Regions from separate parts of the Mus musculus genome. Here region 1 is linked to region 2. Evidence: chromatin contacts called from public Hi-C data. All regions are on one chromosome and are shown on one strand. Each heading gives the region's core, a stretch centred on a gene start, on an enhancer-like site or on the middle of the called end of the contact. The rest is flanking DNA. Distances are from core to core; before and after follow the strand shown.

The links. A called contact is a pair of places that touch in the nucleus more often than the background predicts.
Region 1: a contact with region 2 is called in a Hi-C map of rod photoreceptor, with 3 times the contacts expected there. The contact joins two enhancer-like sites. A contact is called at or near these places in 1 of 15 datasets of contacts at CTCF or cohesin (large pre-B cells), 12 of 484 Hi-C or Micro-C datasets (B cells, brain, cerebellar granule neurons and 7 more), 4 of 115 datasets of contacts at active chromatin or transcription factors (astrocytes, embryonic midbrain, embryonic stem cells and 1 more) and 1 of 9 other capture datasets (embryonic stem cells).

The regions. Positions count from the first base shown.
Region 1 is chr2:102,597,839-102,602,435 of GRCm38.p6, forward strand. The region is part of intron 3 of Pamr1 (peptidase domain containing associated with muscle regeneration 1); the gene reads left to right. Among named protein-coding and RNA genes, the nearest start is that of Pamr1, 50 kb to the left of the region's middle. Within about 2 kb of position 1,508, at least 41 of the 459 cell types and tissues checked have an H3K27ac peak or open chromatin away from gene starts, as enhancers often do. A contact at or near this core is called in brain, cerebellum, cerebral cortex and 2 more, where this site is marked.
Region 2 is chr2:101,903,926-101,908,250 of GRCm38.p6, forward strand. No RefSeq gene overlaps it. Among named protein-coding and RNA genes, the nearest start is that of Commd9, 20 kb to the left of the region's middle. Within about 2 kb of position 2,061, at least 70 of the 459 cell types and tissues checked have an H3K27ac peak or open chromatin away from gene starts, as enhancers often do. A contact at or near this core is called in brain, cerebellum, cerebral cortex and 2 more, where this site is marked.

The DNA.
Region 1 (4,597 bases), core at 258-2,757, 690 kb after region 2:
AGAAAACAGGTACAATGCTGGAAACTAGGGCTGGAGTTAGAACTCTATTGGTAGAGTTCCCAGCAAAAGTGGACCTAGGCTTGATTGCCAGGAACACATATAAAATAGGCATTGAGGTGTATCTGTGAAATGCCCTCACTTAGCAGGTAGAAACAGAAGGGTTAGAGGTGCAAGGCCGGCCTCAGCCTTAGCCAAAATGTTAAAAAATAGGCAGAATGGACTACATGAGATTCTGTCTCAAAATAGATAAATCCTTCAGACAAGAAAACAATAGAAGCCATGATGACAAGCACTCCTATTCTCATCTCCGTCCATGAGGAACCCTGGCTCAGACAATAGTGAACTCTCCTAGTTCAAGCTGTTTTCATGTACTGAGCCCTGCCTCTGCAGTCATCTTTGAAAGGGGGAAGATAGGACCAATGCGTCTCTGTCTAAACAGTTTCTTTGAATCCTTTTTGTTCCCTAAGAGGGAAGATGAAAGAAAACCCAAATCAAACCACTTCTCAGAAGTGTGTGTGTCTCTCTTGCCACACCATCTCTTAGCACTGGAGACGATGAGACTCTTGTGAACGTTGGAGGTGTTTGTTTCTGTGTAGAATCTTCCAAAGTCAGTCACTAGTTTGGAAATTAAGGAAGACTTAGTTTTAATTCTGTAAATGGAAGCAAGGTCTGTCTACCTATTCTGTTCATGTTAGACTGTAAAAGAATAGGGGTGAGTCCAGGGTTTGGAAGACTTGGGGGATGGTCTGGACACACACACACACACACACACAGACAGAGGGACAGAGAGAGACAGAGACAGAGAGACACAGAGAGACAGAAACAGACACACACACACACACAGACAGAGGGACAGAGAGAGACAGAGACAGAGACAGAGAGACACAGAGAGACAGAAACAGACACGCACACACACACAGAGAGACAGAGGGACAGAGAGAGACAGAGACAGAGAGACACAGAGAGACAGAAACAAACACACATGTACACGTACACGCACACGCACACACACAAGCACACACGCTCGAGCATGATTATGTACAGGAAGACATCATTAGGGAAACCCAAGCACGTCTTCTGGGCCCTGAGCCTGCTCTGGTCTTTTAACTCAGGACCACCTGCCTGGTTGGCCAGTGGCACTTCCTTGGCAGGGACTCCGGCTCTATTCACTGTTCTGTCCTGGGCAGAGAGGTGCATTAGTTTGTCTCTGAACCCAGATCAGCCAACTCCAGAGGAGAGGCAAAAGTGGGAAGGGAGCAGATGGAGCCCCTATGGGGGGAAGGGAGAGTAGGGTCCCTTCTTTTCTTTTCTGCCCAGTGCCCCTTCTCCAAGCACATTTTCAGAAAGTGGCCTCTTTGTCCTTGGTTGGCTGGAAATGTCCTCCTCTTGGAGTCAAATAGTCCCTCCCCTTCAGAGTGAGAGGGAACAGCAGGCTGAAGAGCCTAGCCCTGCATATGCTTTGCAATTCTGGCTACCTCTGGAGGACAGCTCTAGGGCAGGCATAAGTGGTCCAGCCTACCCCAGGGTGGGGCTGGGGTCTCCAAGCCCTCTGGAGTCTGCATGAAACCCTGGAGCAGTCCTAGCTTCACCAAGGAGACCAGGATGGAGGGGGAGGGGGCCCACAGAGACAGGCTGTCTGATTCCATCTTCCACAAGGAGGAAAGGATGCAACTGGAAGCAGGCTGGCAGCTTTCAAGCTGCTTCTAACTTGGGGCTCCCAGCAGGAGATTTGTAGGGGAGCTGGGACTTAACACCTTGCAGGCTAGAAAGCTGCCAGGCTCCAGGGGGCTGAGGCTGTGCAGGGATGTTTCTTTTTTTGTCTCTCACACCCAGGGTAGCACGTAGCACTTCCTTAGCCTTGCAACAGATGGGCAGATGTGGGCGAGAGAAAGAGTGAGGTGTGCAGAACGAATGTGTGCTTCCGGTGGGAGACACTTCGCGTGTGGTACTCTGGAAGAGGAGGAAAGGTCTTTCTGCTTCCTGATGCAGTGGGAGAGACTTAGATCAGAAAGTCCCTAAGGGAGAACAATGTCTCATTCAAGACGAACTAGACAGATCCACATTCAAATCCCTGCACTGCCACCCAGTAGCAACCGCTGATTTTCACGGATTTTTCTGTTACCACTTCCATGCATTATCTGTTTGAAACCTCACAAATCACAGGGCTTAAGTACGGTTTTATTCACATGGGACAGAGGTTGACTGAGGTTCGGAGAGGTGAAGTAACGTGCCCAAACCTGCACAGCTAGTGAGGCTAAAGCCGAGCCTCAAAGGACTTTGACATTTCTGTCCCTACCCAGAACCTTGCAAGGTCCTCTGTTGGCCATCAGAGCTTGAGAGCCCTACCCTCTTATCCTTAGTATTCAACACCTAGACAATGGGAAGATGAATATTATTTCCCAGGTTTATCATGAGAGTTAAATGAAGTAAGCCTGATATAGCTTTAAGCCAGACTCTGACTCATAGCAGCATAATCCATCCTCCCTCCCTCCCTCCCTCCCTGCCTCCCTGCCTCCCTCCCTCCCTCTCTCCCTCCCTCCTTCCCTTCCTCCCTCTCTCCCTCCCTCTCTCCCTCCCTTCCTCCCTCCCTAGAAACATCTCAGGTACTATTCTAGCTAGGTACTGTGCAAGCTAATAAAGGCCCCAGCTCTACCAAAATAGGTACGTAGGGGGCAGGCATTTTTATGGATAGATGGAGAAGGGCTTTTTGAATAAGTGGTAGCTGAGGCTAATTGGCAGAGGAAGGGAGACCATGAGCTTCTTAGGTTGAACTTGAAGCAAGCTCAAGGCCTGGCATTAGGAAGGTTGGTGTGGCTGGAGCAGAATGGGCAGGCAGATGGTTAGGATTAAGAGGTGACGTCACACAGTCAACAAGGCAAGGCTGTGGGTGTCACTGTGTTGTGTGACTTTCCTTGGGGAAATGTGAACAAATGTCTGTCCACTCCAGAGAGGGCATGGATGGGTCAGCGAGTGTGCTTGGGTTACTTACAGGAGGAGCGCATATGTGGAATTATTTATAGGAGCGTGGATGACAAAGACAGCTGCATCATAAAAATAAAATTAAAATTAAATATAAAATAATTAAAGTTCCTCAAACAGCCAACCATGTGCTGCACAAATTATAGGTAGCTTTACCAATCAGAGAGTCTTCTCTGCCCAGCAATTTTTAGTACTTTTATAACACTGGGGAGGGGGCTTGTAAACTTCTGGAGCATCCTCAGCCTTGCAAGTTTCATTAACTTCTTGCATCGTACATGCATCATTTTCTTCATTAGTCTTATTATCCTCCTCTTCTTCCCAGATGGGACCTTTCAATGCTATACAATACATGGGAAGATGCTCACACAGGGGATAACTCTTGGTGCACTTAAATAAATCAGGAGTGAAACCATCTGAGTTTTTTGTTGTTGTTGTTGTTGTTTTTGGGTTCTTTTTGTAATTATTCATTTAAGATAATAAGGACAGGTCTGGCAGCTATGTGGGCATAGAATGCTTGTTTGTTAAGGATGTATGCAGGACAGCGTGGAGGAGACTGGGCCTTCACAGGAATCCACCACTTTTCATGGTAGAGCAAGGTAGTGCTACACCTCTCAGTAAAGAGAAAAACTAGACATTCTAGTCATACAAAAAAAAAAAAAAAAGCCTTGGCCTCAACCTTGTCAGAAGTAGGATTTAGGTTCTTTCCTTAAGACTGCATCCATATTTCATGACCATTGGATGAGTACCTACTGACGTCACCATTTTTCTTAATAGTTTTGGGATTAACTTTTCAGAGGATTGGCTCTGGAGTGGAGCTACTGTATGTCTAGAGTTTATGATACCTTGACTTCTGTATAGAAATGGTGTAGATAACGTTCCCCTATGATGGTCTAGATACTAAGTATTTTCAATTGTTGAGATCCAACTATATTTCATAACTTCTCAACTCTGCTACTATTGTGAATTTGCCTGAGAATCATAATTTCCCTTCCTCTCCCAATTAGCCTCAGCTACCACTTATTCAAAAAGCCCCTCTCCATCTATCCCTGAAAATGCCTGTCCCCCTGCCCCCCGCTCCGTTCTACAGTCTAACTTCATCAGTATACCAGTAAGTGGGCAGGTTGTGGGCAAGAAAACTTTGTTGTTGTCTTTTACTAATGTTTTGCTTTCTAACTTGGGCTATCCTTAAATGTGAATTCTTCCTGCGTCAGCCTCCATGGGTACTGGGATTACAGGTGTGCACCCCCACACCCAGCCCAATGAGACTTCATTTATAGCAACAGGGAATAGGCTCCATTTAGCTCATTGAGTCACAATTTACCAAGATCAGAGAAAGAAAACTATTTATTTATATTATTCATATGATTTTTTCTATAAAATCAACTGAAAATATTTATCACAAATCATCTTTCAAAAACATGGTATATCTTAACACTACATTTAACATGGAACTCAAAGAACTTCTCTGTTAGGGACTCGCAAACCTTAACTTTAGTGCTGCCTTTTGAAGAAGTTTAGGGGACCAGGGAAGCAGGAAGTGGGATGCCTTTGACTTTTGCTTCTGCTTTAGCCAGGAACTTGCTTTTTATCCACAGTTTGATTTTTGGGTGGGAAACCT
Region 2 (4,325 bases), core at 811-3,310:
TGGCCACCACATTCCACTTGCACAGCACAGAGGCGAGCAGCTTAGTCCTGATCAATGTATCTGTCTCTGAGCCTGTAGATGTGCCTCACTCCAGAAAGCCAGGCTGCCTTTCCCTGCCAGGATCAACAGAGCCCCTGGGCTTTGACAGTGAGGCACCCAGAGCTCACGAGCTGCTTCAAACCACCCAGACCCCAGAGGTTGAAAAAGGAGATCAGGGCATTGAGCCAACCCCGTGCCTCTTCCTGTGTCTGCCCATGCCGCTGGATGAGGCTGTGTTGGAGTGTGTATGTGCATGTGGAGGCTGGAGCTTCCTCAGGAACTATCCAGCTCGTTTTCCGAGACGCGGTCTTGGATCATCCTTGAACATGCAAGGCAGATGGGCCAGTGAGTTTCAGGCATCTTCTTCTCTCTTCCCAGCTCTGGGATCACAAGCATGTGCCACCACCCCAGCTTCTTTACTTGAATTCTGGGGATCTAAAACCAGGTCCTTTACTATCTGAGCCATCTCCCCAACGCTGCCGATTCAGTAGCGGAAGAAAGTTTGTGATTTCCCACAGGTGACCTAAGTTTGCCTTGAGTGTGGTGACTTCCAACCCTCCTAGATCAGCCCTGCCGGCTGCCTCTGTGGATCCTGATCGTTGTCCTTTGCCTTCCGTTTCTGATGATTTTCAGTGTGAAGACAAATGGACACCCGAGTGAGCCACTCAGTGAGGTCTCTGCACACACACAGGCCCCCTGCCCAGGCACTGCTAGTCAAGCTCTCTGGCCTGCTGTTCACAAACTTCCAAGATGTGAGTCCAGTGTGGTGAGAATGTTACCACAAGCAAGGAACTCTTATTAGTTATCATTCCTTTTACATTCGTTTCTTTTGTTTCTGTTTAATTTTGTTTGTTTGTTTGTTTTGGATTTTCAAGACAGGGTTTCTCTGTATAATCTTGGCTGTCCTGGAACTCTCTTTAACTACCAGGAGGATAGCTCTGTGTGTGTGTGTGTGTGTGTGTGTTTTAAAATGATGGACTTAGTTTTATGTACATTGGTGCTTTGTCTTCATGCATGTCTGTGTGAGGGTGTCAGATTCTTTGGAACTGGAGTTACAGACAGTTGTGAGCTGCCATGTGGTTGCTGGGAATTAAACCCAGGTCCTCTGGAAGAGCAGCCTGTGCTCTTAACCACTGAGTGACCTCTCCAACCCCTTATGCTCTAATCTAGAAGCTATTGGCCGTCTAGAACTTTGAAGGTTTTCAAGCCATTAACCTGTTTTCAGCCTGTATCCACCGACTTCCAATCCTGATAATTCCTGAACATTCTTTTTGTTTGGTTGGTTTGTTTTTTGGTTTTTGGTTTTTTGTTTGTTTGTTTGTTTGTTTTGTTTTGTTTTGTTTTTCGAGACAGGGTTTCTCTGGCTGTCCTGGAACTCACTCTGTAGACCAGGCTGGCCCGGAACTCAGAAATCCGCCCGCCTCTGCCTCCGGAGGGCTGGGATTAAATGCGTGCGTCACCACGCCTGGCTCCTGAACATTCTTAACTGCATACTGATGACCTTTATACAATCCGATCTTCTTTGGTGCTCACATTTCTATGGTTTAATTCCCCCCACCTCTTTTTAAAGCAGTTTTGAGAAAAGAAAAAAAATTGCTAACGGCAGTAGTACAGGGATGGTGCCAGAGGACCCTAATCTCCACAGAGAGAGTTTGCAGGCCCTGAATGCTTGGGAAAGGCCCGAGTGGGCTTTCTCCCTCTGCCTGATCTTCCCCATTGTTTCTGTGGTCCTGCCGAATGCCTGCCTTTCTCCAGCCTCGTCCCACAGCCTGAGTACCCGGATGATGGGCAGTTCCTGTCGGTACCGAGTTTCCAGCTATAAAGTGATAGCCTGTCTCTGGGATTCATTTCATAAAAGATGTCACTGGTCACGAGGTCTTACTATCTTCTGAGGTGACTCAAAAAAACTAACTATAAGGCCTAAAATCCAAACAGGAAGGCAATCGCCGCCTGCTGCTCGGCTAGCTGCAGCTGGAACTTGCATGATAAGCCCAGCAGATGGCGCACTTGTTCTCTCGATCTCATCTGTCTTAGTAATGAAAACAAAGACCGGGAAAGGTGAGGTGGCAGCAGACCTCTCCCAGAGCCCGGGCTAGGGAGAGGCTACCTGTAAAAGAGGCCCTCAGATCCAGGCCTGTTATCTCGTTATCTCCTCAGGGCAGCAAAGGTTGGAAGAAGGAGAAGTGGTAGCAGGGACAGACTCCCAGGGACCCCTTTCAGGACTTTTCCCCTAATGCCCCGATGCATCTGCCACAGGCTAGTAAATCCAAGAATCTGTACCTTTGGACCGGCCAGACACAGCTTCGCCAAACAAGGTTTGTGCGCGGCAACCACAGGTCCAGGATTCAGCCAGCAGAGAACTTTCTGTACCATGGGTGGATAGTGGAGGCAGGATGCAGGTCTAGGGCTGCTTGAACTAAATCTCGATTTCTTCATCTGTATAAGAAAGAGATTAAGCTTAACTCTTCCTGACAGCACTGCTTGGAGGAGGTTAATTATGTATGAAGGTATCTGAGTCGGGGAGGGTGCCCATCCATGGCGGGTACATGTCTGCTCTGCGTGCTGCCTCTTCTAGGTAAGGCCCTGTGCAGAATGCCCCAGTTCTGGTGTGAAGGGGGTTTGCTGTGTTCTGACCCCCACCCCCATGGCTGGTGAGGAGCCCAGGTAACTTTCTGGACTTCCTTGCTTCGGGCTCAACAGCTTTCTCCTATTTCTGTTTTCTCCTCCTCCTCCTCCTCCTCCTCCTCCTCCTCCTCCTTCCTCCTTCCTCCTCCCCGTCCTCCTCCTCCTCCTCCTCCTTCTCCTCCTCCTCCTCCTTCTCCTCCTCCTCCTCCTTCTCCTCCTCCTCCTCCTTCTCCTCCTTCTCCTCCTCCTCCTTCTCCTCCTTCTCCTCCTCCTCCTCCTCCTCCCCCTCCTCCCCCTCCTCCCCCTCCTCCTCCTTCTTCCTGCTGCTCCCACTGTCTGACTAGAGTCTAATGGCATTCCCCTGCCCCAAATTCTTAATGGCTCCTTAATGCCCCAGAATGAAGGCTAAACTCAGAATTGATACTCAATGTCCTTCATAACCAGCTTTCCACCTACATTTTAAGCTTTTGGAACAAAATTGAAGAAATTGACTTAAATCTGAATTAACAGGGTAGAGTTCTGAGGATGGAGGGAATAGAAGTTGTTGGTAACAGGCATGGACGGGTCTGGCTACCAAGAATGGAGTCCCCCCTACTTCTCATATTATGTATTTTTTTTCTCTTGTTCTCTTACTGTGTCAGAAAGTGTCTTGCTATATAGTTCAGGCCAGCTTCAAATTCATGATTCTCCTGCCTCAGCTTCCTCTGAGGGTGTGGTGACCTGTCCTCTTGATGTGCCTTTCCTTAAGCACAGAGTCTAGGTTTTGCTAATTATTTTGTCCCTAGCAGCTAAGACAGTGTCTGCAGTTATAGATGCTCAGTCAGTACTCACTGGAATGCATGCGAGCATGAATGACTGAGAATGAATGAATGAATGAATGTCCTGAATGTGCCAAAGGTTGACTAAGCAACTATCCCCAGTGTTCACTAGCTCCTGGCCTTTTCTAACCTGAGAAGCAGAATGGGGTGGGGGAGGGGCATTAGAACAGTGCAGCCAAAAGCAAGAAACCAGAGCATTCTTGATCTAGCAACAGGGGGACGTCGTGATGACAAGGACTACAACTGTTGTGCCCACAGCCTCTTAGAACACTCCATCCTAAACCTCCCAGGAAGGTCAACCTGACTGTAGGGCTCTGGTCAGTCAGAGGGTGTGCTTGTCCAGCCATCTGTTTCCCAGGATACCATTTCCCTAGCACAGATGGCACCCGGACCTTCCTCACTGTGTCAGCGAGCTGCGGAGGACCCAGCATTGCTGAGGCTCAGCCTGGTCTCTTTCGACCCCGTTTTCTCCATCACTCGCCTCCCCTCCACCCTCCATATGGCTGCCTCACTTCGGTGTCCTCCCAAAAGAACTCCTCCTTCTGTCTGGCTGCTTAGCACCTCACAGATGGGAATCTAGAACATTTGGGAGAGGTTAAAAAGCAGTTTCAAACTGTCTGTTTTCTTTTTCTCAAGCTGGGGATTGAACCCAGGGCCTTGCATGTTTGACAGGTGGTCTACTGCTGAACTCTAACCCCGGCCCCCAGTGCCCTTGTCATTGCTTAGGAGGGCATCTGTTTCCCTGTCACCATCCCAGGAATCCTTTTCTCACCTGGAATCCTGGACCGGCCTCTAATGGGGCTGCCTGCTTTTTCTCCCCAAATTCAGCCTTTCCAGTCAGCC